Regions from separate parts of the Sus scrofa genome. Here regions 1 and 3 are each linked to region 2. A link is a contact called in public HiChIP or PLAC-seq data. All regions are on one chromosome and are shown on one strand. The core of a region is the stretch at or near the end of the contact, and the rest is flanking DNA. Distances in the headings are between cores, read along the strand shown.

Region 1 (4,164 bases), core at 1,623-4,122, 120 kb after region 2:
CAATGATTTAACACAGATAAGTTACAATGACCAATCTCTAAACTTGCAAATGTAAACTATTAGAAAAACAAGCTAATTCCTTCAAAATATGGGACTATTGAATAGAATCATATGTACTACTAAATTACGTCAACCTCTGTACATTTACTGAGAGCCCTTATTGTACAAAGGTTTACTTTCTTACTTTAACTGAATTAGCACTAAAATTAGATTTCTAAGTGATAACAAATTATACTATAGTTTACTATCTCAGAAATAAAACTTGGGTTATCTTTTCTAGAGGTTTTACCAGAAATTAATTTGATTAGGTTTTTAATGACTGTCTTTAAAAGCAAAAACTTCCCAATTATTCATTTGTTTTCCTTTTTCTATATTTAATGACATTAAGATGAGTAAGATATACTAGTAAATTAATATCAAGATTAATTTACTAACTGCTGGTGAGCTGATGTTTAGGTGAACTGGTGCAAATGAATCCTAATTCTTTGCAAGTGAATCAAAGGTCATTTTAAAAAATTATTAAACATTCAAACACTCAAAAGACAATAGTAACAATGAACCCCAATCTAGAATATGGCTAGAATTAAAGATTCTGCCATTCTCAAAGTAATTTTAAAACACATATTCATCTTTTATGAATGAAATCTTGATAAAAACGCTAATCATGATACATTCAATATACTTAAGATAACTTGATATTTAGAGGTATAGAGATGTTAGAGAAATGTAACATTCAACCCTCTTAAAATATAATTATATGTTTATATTTTTAATGGGACAGAAGAAATCTTACGCAAAAAGTGAGATTCTATATAGTCTGGCATCTAGATTCAAAACCACATATTGCTAGAAACTGGAATAAACAAACTAGGCCTACAAATGTCTCACTGTGTTACATACTTAAATTTTATTGATTTATCCCACAAGTAATTACTGAATTCTTACTGTGTACCAGGTGAGAAATAAATGGTCATTTATTTCTAATATTTCCCAGTAAATCCTTGAAAAGCACACATCAATCAATTAAGACTAATTTTTGATGGCTGAATGCCACCAAACTAACACGTTACGGGTTAAAATTTATAGTCAAGTTTTCAGAAAATCCCACGGTTTATCTTACAACCCATCCCAATTATTTATTTAATTAGTGTTATTACAGTTACAATGACTGTTCCAGTACCCAAGAGAAGAAAAACACAATTAACAAAGGGTAAGAGAACAATCATAGGAAGAAGTGGCATCCATCATCAGTTGTTGCAGATGGACTTCATTTAAGTAGGGTTTACCTTCATCCTCTCATGCTACTTCTCCTTCAACACTAAGTGTCACTTCTAGGAAGCTTAGGACTTGTTTCCTTTCCCAGTTTTCTTTCTTCCTGGCTCTCCTCAGTTCTCAAGGCATATTCTCACAGTGTGAACTTTTCTTCCACCTCACTTTGTACCCTTAAGTGTTCAGACCAACATTGCCAACAGACCCAAAGTGTTTACTGAATACTTCATGTGTGAAATTTAACAATTTAGTCTAAGAGGTTCACCAAAAAGACACCACTTTGCTGATTGTGACTTTTACTTAGGTTCTCATCAAAGAAATAAGCTGCCTAAAGTCTGACTTTATTCATGAAAATTCAGAGCAAGCTCCAAAGAAAAGAGCAATGGTAATTCATATTGACAGAAAAAGATAAGCACAACCACTGCCTTTCCTAAAAATGGGCAGACTTTGGGAACCCTTGTTCTTTTAATACTAAAGTAAGCTTTCCCCCAAAGGCTTCCATGGCATGGAAAAACCTAGAGGAAGGTTTTGATAAGAGACTTGTTACTTTTATAGTTTTCTAAATCCGTATTTTTTTTTTTTAAGCTGTACTGTGGGCAAATATTTAATTATACAATTTGTTTCTGGACAGCATTTAGCCCAAGAAATTCTAAGTTCTCAAGTTTTAAGAGAGTACACTGATCTGGGTGACCCAGTGAGATAAGCAGCCTTATTTCCAGCTTCCAGATACTGATGAATTATGGCTGGGTTAACTGTCAGGGGGAGACAAAAATGCACAACAAATACGCTGGGACTTGGTGGGTGAGGATGCCCCTAAGACTAAGAGCTAATGGCGGCTCAGTGAAGGTGTGTCAGAGTCAAGGGAAACAGCGAGTGGTTCCCATGAAGGTGGTGACAGGTTAGGTGTATAAGTGAGCTGGCTGGCAGAACGGATGCAGCGCAGACATGTGCCTTAGGGAAGCCTGGGTGCATGCAGACATGACTGGGCAAAGGAGATTTTCTGAGCGAAGTGGGGTGGGGTAGGAGCAGGGGCTCAAGACAGAAGCAGGAAGTTTGGAGGACAAGTAGGAAAACAGAGAATCAACTTTGGCAACCTCCAGAGTGAGGGGGTAGGGCAGAAGGATGGGGAGCACGGAGAGAAGCTGGGGAGGGGGGTGGCGTGAACCAGAGCCCAGACAATGACACGCATGACTGACAAACGCTGCGGGAAACTTGGCTGCACCGAGCACAGGGCAGGCCTAGGGGCGTCGCAGCCGGAGGGCCCCGACCCAGCAGAGCAGGCAGTGGACGTGGCATTGGGGTCCTGGAGGTATAGGGAGGCGACAGCCAGGAGCCACGGGGTGAGGCGTGGAGAGGCAGGTGTCGCTGACTGAGGTGGAGAAGGAGTTTTCGGGCCGGTGGGCGACAGTGTGGGGTTTGGGAGACCCGTGCCCTGGCAGTCTTACCCTAGATCTTCCAACGACTCCAAGATGTCAGACTCCAAGAGGTCACACTCCATGCTACTGTGGTATTCAAATTTCCGAGTCGTCAGGCTCCCCTCTTCGCCGGCAACGCGTACACTCGCGCATGCGCTGCTTCCCCGGAACTTCCAAATCGACAGCTGGCGCCTCAGTCCATGCACTGCGCATGTCCGGAGCGTGCGTAAGAAACTTGGTCCCGCCTGCCGGCCCGCCCCGGCCGCCTGAAAGATGGTCAGGCGACACTACACGCACATGCGTATTACTGAATAGTGAAGCCGACGGCCCCAAGAAGGGCAGGAGGACTGGCTGCGTGGCAGCTGGGCGTGGGGACCTGGCGAGGGCCGGGGGCGCTCTAATTTTTCCTAATTGGGTGTGCGCATGTGCGAAGCTTGGGGCGAGGCGGGCGGGGAAGGATCCTCGGGCGGGGGAGGGTGGGGGTCCATAGAGTTGGGTGGGCGTTTGCTGTGAAACTGACTGTCTGGATCCCAGTCGCCTGAGTGGGTGACCAGCCTTACCTGTGGGCCGTAGAGAGGGAGAAGTTCGTTCGCTCTAATTCCTTAGAACAGGGCTAGAGACGGGACAAGTGCCGAGAATGGCAGATAACATGCCGTCGGAGTTCCTGGTGGCTGCAGTAGCTGTATTTCGGAGTTAAGGAGTAAACTTTCCCTTGACACGGATGTATTCAGAAAGTTGATTCATTCCGTTCCTTTGCCGTTCTCTACCAGACTTCTTAAGCCCTTCCCAGACACTAAGAATCTTTATTTTAAAGGGGTGGGGGAGGGAGGTAAGAGGGGGGCCTTCGCTGTGTGTCAATATCAAATAGGATGGAATATATTTAAACCCACGCAGTTTAAAGGGTAAATAAACTTTTTGTTGTACCGTTATCGATTTGGCATTTTTTGGCATGGTGTGACACTCGCATCACGATGGGCTGTGGTTTCTTGGCAGTTACTGGTTGGGTATGTACTTAGAATTTATTGAAAAAAATGAGAAAAATTGTTTTCGAAGTGATGGCATATTTAGAAAATTACATTTAACTATAAATGGGCATAATTGTGCACTGTGTAGGCATTAAAGAGTTTTCACACTGCTATCAGTAAATTTTATTTTGTAGTTCTCAAATATTTTGGTATCTAATGGATAAATGCTCCTTATTCTTCATAGTACCTTTAAAATTCCTTATTTTGCACCATCTGGAATGAGGGAAGGAATTAACATTTATTATGTATCTACTGTGTGTTTGAATTGTATTATTTCCTTGATCGGTGTTATTTTATGCAATCATCATAAGGCTGTGTAAGTATTACTCCCATTTTGCAGGTGAGGACACTAAGGCTTAGTTGGCTTGTCTATCAAAAATGGTAAGACCTGGCTTTTGAAACTGAGATATCTCTAAATTCATATTTATTCTTATTTGACTAGTCAAATAAGGATT
Region 2 (4,191 bases), core at 973-3,472:
GTGGGCGGCTGTAGCTCCAATTGAGGCCCTAGAAAAAAGGAAAAGGGATCTGTGAGTCTGTTTCTGTTTTGTAAATAAGTTTCTTTGTATTGTTTTTAAAATTAGACTCCACATAGAAATACTATTGTATGATATTTGTCTTTCTCTGACTGACTGACTTCACCTAGTATGATCATCTCTAGGTCCCCCCATGTCGCTGCAAATGGCATTATTTCATTCTTTTTTATGGCTGAGTAATAATCCACCACATATGTGGGGAGGGATGAATTGAAAGTTTGGGACTGACAGGCACACGCTACTGTATGTAAAATAGATAATAGGGATCTACTGTATAGCACAGGAAAATCTACTCAATATTCTATAATAAGCTATATGGGAAAAGAGTCTGAAAAAGAATGGATATATGTATAACTGATTCACTTTGCTGCACACCTGAAATTAACACAATATTGTAAGTCAACTGTATTCCAATAAGAATTAAAAGCAATAACAACAACAACAAAACAAAGGAAAAGGGGAAAGGGAGAGGGCAGAGCTCTGAATTGATGATAGAAACATCTGCAAGTGACAGGCTTCTGAATCAGGGCTCTGGGGCCAGGTAACAAAACAAGTGCCCTTTTCTGGATTGCCTGGACATTAAGGAGGAGGGCAGAGGGTGGTTGCTTTGCTTTGAATTCCCTCCAATTATTTTGCCTGAGAGAAATCCAGGGCACCCTGAAGTGTGCTTATTTCCCTAGGTGAGTGGCAGATTGTCATATACACTCAAGTTGTTCAGTTTGCCTGCAATTTCTGCCCCCTGCATGGAGGGACCACTGCTCTCCCTTCACCCCACCCCGCTCTCCACCTGGCATGGTCCGTGGAGAATGGATTGAAAAGGACAGGCTGGTTCTGCTGAAGTTGCCCTCAGCACAGTTGGTCCAGAGTATCATATCAGCCAAAGATCTGGGATGGAAGCAGATTTGGATGCCTGGCTAGTCTGGTTTTGACAAAACCTAGAGCATCCAATGAGAAAACAGTATTTCCAACTCCTTCATTCCTCTTTGTGCCAACTGGGTAAGGTCCCTGGGTTAGCATGTGGTCACATGACCCAGAGAGTTAGTTCCCTGGATAGAAGTTCTCAGGCTAGGGATCAGATTGGACCTACAAGGAAGCCACAGAAATGCAGGATCTGAGCTATATTTGCAACCTAGACTGGAGCTTTCAGCAACGCCGGATCCTTAACCCACTGAGAAAGGCCAGGAATTGAACCCTCATCCTCATGGATACTCATTGGGTTTTTAACCCACTGAGCCACAATGGGAACTCCCCAAGGGGCCATTAATGAGGAATTTTGCTTCTGGAATAGTCTCCCCTTTTCCGAAGGCTGATAATAGAAAAGAGCTCCCAGGTGAAACTGTGTCTCCAGAATCATAAGGCCATACACCATAAAACTGGGAGGGGTCTGTATGGCAGTCTGAGTGTCCTTTGAATGATAACACCTGCTGAATTTTTGAAAGCCCACTGATTATTTTGAAAAGCCTAGTGATATCTTGACTTTCAACATGTTAACATCGGACTAATAGAAATAATTATTTTATGTGCAGACAGCACATCCATGAAGCCAAAGCTTTTTGATTCTGGGATAGGAACTATAGCATGCACAACTTCATACCTTCATTTCAAAGATGAGGGGATTGTAGCAAATGTATCTGGGTCCTAGTGCTAGTGAGTGGCAGAGCTTGTAAAGGGTTACTTGAAAAGAGTAGCTCTTGTACTACTACCATCATAATATTAACACTAATACTTATAACTTACATTTATTGTGCACTTCCTATGCCAAATGATGTGCTAAACAAGTATTTATTTTCATACAATCCTCAAAGTAAGTCTATGTATTTTATATAATTGTTCCTGTTTTATAGATAGAGAGTCAAGTTCAGAGACTACAACCACTCGCCTATGTATGGCACAGGCAGAAGTGACACTGAGGACTGACTCCAGAACCTGCCTATATTAAACAGACAAAAGAGGAGCTCTTATGCTAATCCCACATGCTGAAGCTTAAACGCTCACAAAATGCAAATGAGAATATTTCGGCACCCTACGATTAGATGCACAATGTGTGTTGTGGCCCTTTCGGACTCTCCAGGGCAGGAAGGGTGAGGTTTCCCCTTGTGACAGTCCAAGCCCAGGCTTACAGGGCCACGCTGACCAGCAGTGTGTTTTTCTCTGTAAGAGCTGTTCTCTGATGGCCCTCCCACGGGTCAGAGCGGAGACTGAGAGCTTTGTTATTACCCGGGAGCACATTGCACTTGCTGTCTCTGCTGGCCTTTTCCTCAATTTTTCCTGTCACTCCTTCCTTTGGAGGACCATCTGCAGCCACGCCCTACCCCAAACAGCTGGCCTAGGGGGTGATAACACTAGGGTCAGACCTATTCATTGTGTGGCTCAACATGGAAGGTTGGTCGTCCAAAGAGGTTATTGTCCTTTAGGAATAGAAGCAACCCAATCCTTCCCTCTCTTTGCTCTGTTTGTCCAAGCTGTGAGGGAGGGTCCCTGGCCAGGGCGCTGGGTGTGGGCAGGGAGGGAGGAGAGATGTGCTTTTGTCTGTTTGCCTGGGAGGGTGACCTCACCTGTGTTTGCCTTGGGGCACACAACTCCCTCCACCTGCCACTTATCTAAAGACTGACTTTCTCACTTGTGGGCCATGAACCTGTGGCTTTCCTGGGTCATCAACCAGAGACAGAGCCCTGAGAAAGCCCTACCTGTAAAACTCTTCTAAAAATTTAATTTAGCTCTCCATATTTCATCCTGTGAATAAATGTCAAAACGAGGGCTGGCGATGAGAAAGAGCACTGAGTAAGTAGCAGAAGGGTCTTTTGATTAATCAGGAGGAAAGTTAAGTACACCATTTTGCATGTCTTTGAGAAAGTTGTCAATTTTTTACAAGGGTGCTATAACAAGATTGCACATTTTGAAGAGCAAAATATTTACAACTAGATGAGGGAATTTATCATCTACTTCTCACCTGCCTTTTGCCTTTAAGCCCAACTCAAGAGTAATCAGCAATATGGTCTATTAACCCAGAACCACTGGAAATTACCTCCAGTTATTTCTGGGAATTGGTTATTTCCATAGCAATTGGCATGGTCCAGTGGATGTTACATGGAGACATGTGAGACAGACTCAGAATCGTGGTAGAGTCCACAAGTCAGACTCCAGAGCTGGTGTGAAGAAAATAAAGTGATTATGTTCCTGAAGTCTTTTATAAGAAAGCACATTTTGCGATGCAGTTTTGTTTCTTGTTTTTTGTTTTTTTGCTAGCTTATGTTCCAAAGAACCTTTTCTCAAAGAGTTAATTCTCTTGAGTCCTACTTTCTCTTTGTATTGATTTCCCACTTGCCTCCCCTGGAGTTGTTTAGCAGTTTGTGTGTCACATTCCCATGTTTTATAGATTTGGAAGTCTGGGGTTTCTGCTGTTTCCAATGATCATAGTAGTGTACCTTTGGAGTCTATGATATGTATGTACATTTGCTGTGATTTCATCTTCTTTGAGCCCAGCTACAATGTCAAAAAGACCAACTCCTGCTGGGAATTTTCTTGTATTAGACACTTTCTTGCACTTTGCCACAGTCTTGTGAAGGAAGGACACCATCACCCTTGTTTGCAGTGAGGAAAATGAAGATGAGCAAAAGTGTATGACTTGCCCATGGTCATGGGACTGGTAGGTGACCGAGCTCAGCTAGGTCCTCAGTCTTCTGACTCTGAATAATATCTATGGAATTGTTCTCTGTGGTCCCAGTGCTGTAATTTGTGTTATCTTCTCATGGGTGAAATGATGACTGCTATCTCACACATGTCAGTGATGATGTTTCCAAAGCCTTTGGATATTTGGCTTCAGAAACGGGGTCAGCTTAGGTTCAGACACAATAATATTTGTTTTGGGTAGTCTTTTTAAAGGAACTTAGTGGTCATTTTCCTACCCTGCAGACCCAATGTGGTTAAATTGGAGTCATACACATCTGTGGCATGACATAATATTCAGCTTTTAGAAGGGGTCTTTTTTTTTTTTTTTTTTTTTTGGTCTTTTTTGTCTTTTTCTAGGGCCACACCCATGGCATACATAGGTTCCCAGGCTAGGGGTCTAATTGGAGCTGTAGCTGCCGGCCTACACCAGAGCCACAGTAATGCCACATCCAAGCCACATCTGTG
Region 3 (4,052 bases), core at 1,453-3,952, 73 kb after region 2:
CTCCCCAACTCCTCAGAGCAGACTTGCTGGTGCTAGGTTCTTGATGCAACTGTGCTCAGGATTTGGAGTCTGGAATTCTGACTTCAAACCTCAGTGCTGCCCCTTATTATCTCTGTGTCCTTGACCAAGTTGTTGATCATCTTTGAGTCTCTGCTTCCCTATCTGTAAGAGGGGTTAAGACTTAACTGCCATTTATTGCGATGATTAAATGATATCAGACATGCTGCATGCCACAGAGCTCAGAGTAGATCTTCCTTTTTTTAGGAGTTCCCTGGTGGCTCAGCTGGTTAAGGATCTGATGTTGTCACTGCCGTGGTTTGGGTCACTGCTCTGACTCAGGTTGGATACCTGGTCCTGGGAACTTTTGCATGCTGTGGTCACAGGCAAAAAAAATATATCAACTTCCTTTTTTTAGTGTTCCTTGATACTTCTGGAGTTAACTCATTTAAAGTTTTAATAACCTTTTTTATTTTTCAAAATATACTTAATTTCATTGCTGTAATTTGATTTGATCTTTACCCACACACATTTTTTTAAAAGCTTATTGATTTTCTTTCTTTTTTTTTTTAGGGCCACAGCCCTAGCATATGGAGGTTCCCAGGCTAGGGGTCCAATCAGAGCTGCCGGCCTACACCACAGCCATAGCAACGCGAGATCCAAGCTGTGTCTGCGACCTATACCACAGCTCATGGGCAACAACAGATCCTTAACCTGCTGAGCTAGGCCAGGGATCGAACCTGCGTCCTCATGGATGCTAGTCGGGTTCTCTAACCTCTGAGCCAAGAGAGAACTCCTAAAAGCTTATTGATTTTCAAAGAGGCTTATAAATATAATGTTCTAAATGGGTCACTGAAAGGAATTGTGGGGGACTGGAAGGACTATTTTTCAGTGCCTGCACCACCTGCTTTAGAAATAAATTCCATTTTAAGGGTAAGGAAGACAAATAGGCACTACTTGAAATTCACTGATTTTCGAATTAGAATTCCAGAACTGAAAGAGTTTTGCTAATTCCTTTATTTCAAGGTCTGGAGAAGTTAAGTGATTTCTCTGAGGTCACATGGATCATTATCAGCAGAATCATGACTCATTCTGGTCTCTTGACTCCCAGTCCAGTGCCCCTTACACCACAAACAATCATTCCAAATCTTATAGCAGCCCGAGTTTTCAAAGTCAAAGAACTGTAGGAAGAACCCTCTGCTGTCCTTGGCTGGCACACTGACCCAGAGCCTCTTCCTCCCTTGTGTTGTCTCCTGGTTCTTAAGTGAGCTTTAACATGCAAGGCCCTGACATCCCCTTCTCATGAGACTCATGTTTGTATCTGTTTCAGCAGTTCCTGCATCTATGCTAATAACGTGCCATAGCTGGATATTATAAATCTTATCCTTTCTTGTCCGAGATCAGTGGCTTTGGTCTAAGCACACACAAAACACCCAGGAGCCATGGCTTCCTGCTTCCCGTCTTTCCCTCAAGTGACACATTGTTCACATTCTTCTTTCCCTTCTTACGGGCTTACTTACAAGTTCTTGCGAAGTGGCTTCACCTCTCTGTAGCTCAGTCTCCTCATCTGTAAAAGTGAGAAAATAATGATTACCTATCTCATAAGGATATTGTGAACATTAAATAAGTTGTTACACATAGCTTAAAACAGTGCCTTTCACATAGCAAGCCAGAGCTCATTAAATGTTAGCTCTCATCATTATTTTCGTTGTCACTATTACCAAGGGCTCTGAGGAAGCAATTTCTCATCACTACGAAGTTTCCCAGATGTAGGACCTTGCAACTTATTTAATTTCCTGGATCATCACACTCACCTATTATAAAAGGGAAGCAAACTAGGTTATCATAAAGATCCTTAAAGCTCGGACAGATGGGATCGTCCTACCCACCCACATCCCTTCTCTGCACTGACCCCTCCCATCCCTCTGCTAGTCATCCTAAGCACCTGAGGCCTTTGCTTCCAGTTCGCTGCCTTAATAATCCTTCCTGTCTCCAAGACACAATGTTGCCCTGTCCCAGGAGACGTTTGCGTCTTAATAATGTATTCTGAAGGACCAAATAACTTTGAAGACTCAAAAGACTCACGCTCCACTGGTGGAATTGCCTTGTCAGAAGGAGAGTAAGGAGCAAGCTTCCTCATGCCTTGAATCACTTCACATTGGCAGCTACTTACTCTTTTCCTGTGATCATGAAGCCCACACTCAGGGCATTTTTCCTCTTATAACATGTTGTGGATGACACCCTCAGCAATCCCAGTCGCCACCAGGGCTGTTTCTTTCAAAATCATTGTATTAGTTTTGTTGGTGGTGGTGGGTGAGTGTGTGTGCGTGTGTGTGTGTGTGTGTGTGTGTGTGTGTTCTGTCAGCCGCTTAACCTACCACTAAAAGGTTAAGAATAGAGCTTCTCCAGCGTGAACTAAGCCCATTTAATTCATCAGTACTGCATGTTCCTGGTGTCCCTGGTTCCCACAGGCCAGTGCTGTGCGAGGCCTGAGAAAGAACATGGGAAGGCCCCTTGTCACAGTGATTACAGTGGGTTGGAGGGCAAAGACACCACCGCCAGGGCGATACCCCTGAACTGCCTGGGCAAACACTCCCTCACTGAACTGTAGGCCTTCACATTTCTCCTGAGACATTTGTCACCTCCTACGTCCTACTTCCTCGTTGGTTGGCAGAATATGAGCCTCTTCTACCTCTCCCACATGCTCAGCACAGGCCAAACCCCGAGCAAATGCAGAGAATAAATACATGATCTTTTCCTCATTTATGTTCTACCAGTAACCTAGCCAAATCCAAATGCTTTAGTGGGATACACTGCTTGGGTCACTTAGTTTCCTGTAGGGGGCGTCAAGAGCAGGTAGTGTGATTTAAAAGAAGGCAGAGGGAGCTAGGGGCTTCCAAAGGCAGAATGACAAAGTCTCCCTGTGAATTTTGCTGAAAGCTTATTATGCCAAATTCCAATAAATGCACAATAAATGTTTCCCATCCCAGCTCCCACTTGGCTCCCAGAAAGAAAAAGGAAGCAAAACTCCTGTTATTGCTCCAGCTGGAGTGGGCTGGGAGAGGCTTCTTCTATCTGACAGGAAGGGTGTCAGGAGCAGCTACATCCTGTTTGTGCTCGGCCAGTCATCACACTTCCCAGGACTTCCTTCTCTGTGGCCTTGTTTTCTTTCCAGATTTCTTCTCAGATTCCCTGACATTCCTTTGTCTTTTGTTACAGCTCTGGGGCATAATCAAGCAAGGCTACAAATGCAAAGGTAAATGAACATTATTTTATTAAAATTTTAAAATGTGACGTTTGGGGCAGGAATCCTATTTGTCTGATAGAAACCTTATAGCTCTTGACATCGTGGAGATCATGGGGCTTTGGGGCCTTTTGCTCCTGAAGAGTTAATGTGTCCAGGAAAGGACTCCCTGAAGTTTGGGAGAGCCCAGGCTGGAATTTTATCACTTATTACAAAGAGCAAACAAACCCCCCTGTCAACCCCCACACATCTAGCCCCTATCTATGAGATGTCTTGCTCATCATCACCACACAGTCAAGATGGGAATTCTGAGGCGGGCAAGCCTAATGGAAATACTGTTTAAAAGAGCTTTGACCTTCAAGGGGGGAGAAAAGTGCTCTTTTCTGTAATACATATGCATGTCTTTCTACTCTCACATAGCTATTTTTTTCTCTAGTAAATCACAGATGATAAGAAAAGAGGAGAAACTTGTGTCCCTTTCAATGAATTTGTTCATATACTTCCGCCATGTAATTGAAATTTATAACAATTGAGTAAATAATGTATTTGATAAACGCAATAGGAATGTGTTGCTACTTATATAGTATATTCCTAGTACAATTTACTGGTGTTCTAAAAATTGTTGGATATTTAAATGCAGACTGTTTATACTGATTCTTTTAAGGATATAGTAACACTCTTGAAAAAATATAATAAAACTGCAAAAGGGAACATCTTAATCACAGAATGCGTTCAGATTAATAATGGTCCCTTGTGATGCCTTTTTTCGTTATCCGTCTTTCAGTATTTGGCCTTCATTTTACATGAACAG

What was found. HiChIP or PLAC-seq counts read pairs in DNA pulled down with a chosen protein or histone mark.
Region 1: a contact with region 2 is called in an H3K27ac HiChIP or PLAC-seq map of alveolar macrophages. The contact joins the promoter of FAM98A here to the enhancer-like site in region 2. A contact is called at or near these places in 15 of 47 Hi-C or Micro-C datasets (blood, embryonic fibroblasts, epiblast stem cells and 8 more) and 2 of 2 datasets of contacts at active chromatin or transcription factors (alveolar macrophages and skeletal muscle).
Region 3: a contact with region 2 is called in an H3K27ac HiChIP or PLAC-seq map of alveolar macrophages. The contact joins two enhancer-like sites. A contact is called at or near these places in 2 of 47 Hi-C or Micro-C datasets (liver and retroperitoneal adipose tissue) and 2 of 2 datasets of contacts at active chromatin or transcription factors (alveolar macrophages and skeletal muscle).

The regions. Positions count from the first base shown.
Region 1 is chr3:106,060,275-106,064,438 of Sscrofa11.1, reverse strand. FAM98A (protein FAM98A) reads right to left here and starts at 2,872. Exons shown (of 8, transcript XM_003125249.5): 1 at 2,715-2,872. The coding sequence starts at 2,767.
Region 2 is chr3:106,177,477-106,181,667 of Sscrofa11.1, reverse strand. The region is part of intron 1 of RASGRP3 (ras guanyl-releasing protein 3); the gene reads left to right. Among named protein-coding and RNA genes, the nearest start is that of RASGRP3, 34 kb to the left of the region's middle. Within about 2 kb of position 2,222, at least 14 of the 83 cell types and tissues checked have an H3K27ac peak or open chromatin away from gene starts, as enhancers often do. A contact at or near this core is called in alveolar macrophages, retroperitoneal adipose tissue and subcutaneous adipose tissue, where this site is marked.
Region 3 is chr3:106,105,136-106,109,187 of Sscrofa11.1, reverse strand. RASGRP3 (ras guanyl-releasing protein 3) reads left to right here. Exons shown (of 18, transcript XM_021087646.1): 15 at 3,217-3,253. Among named protein-coding and RNA genes, the nearest start is that of FAM98A, 46 kb to the right of the region's middle. Within about 2 kb of position 2,702, at least 16 of the 83 cell types and tissues checked have an H3K27ac peak or open chromatin away from gene starts, as enhancers often do. A contact at or near this core is called in alveolar macrophages and retroperitoneal adipose tissue, where this site is marked.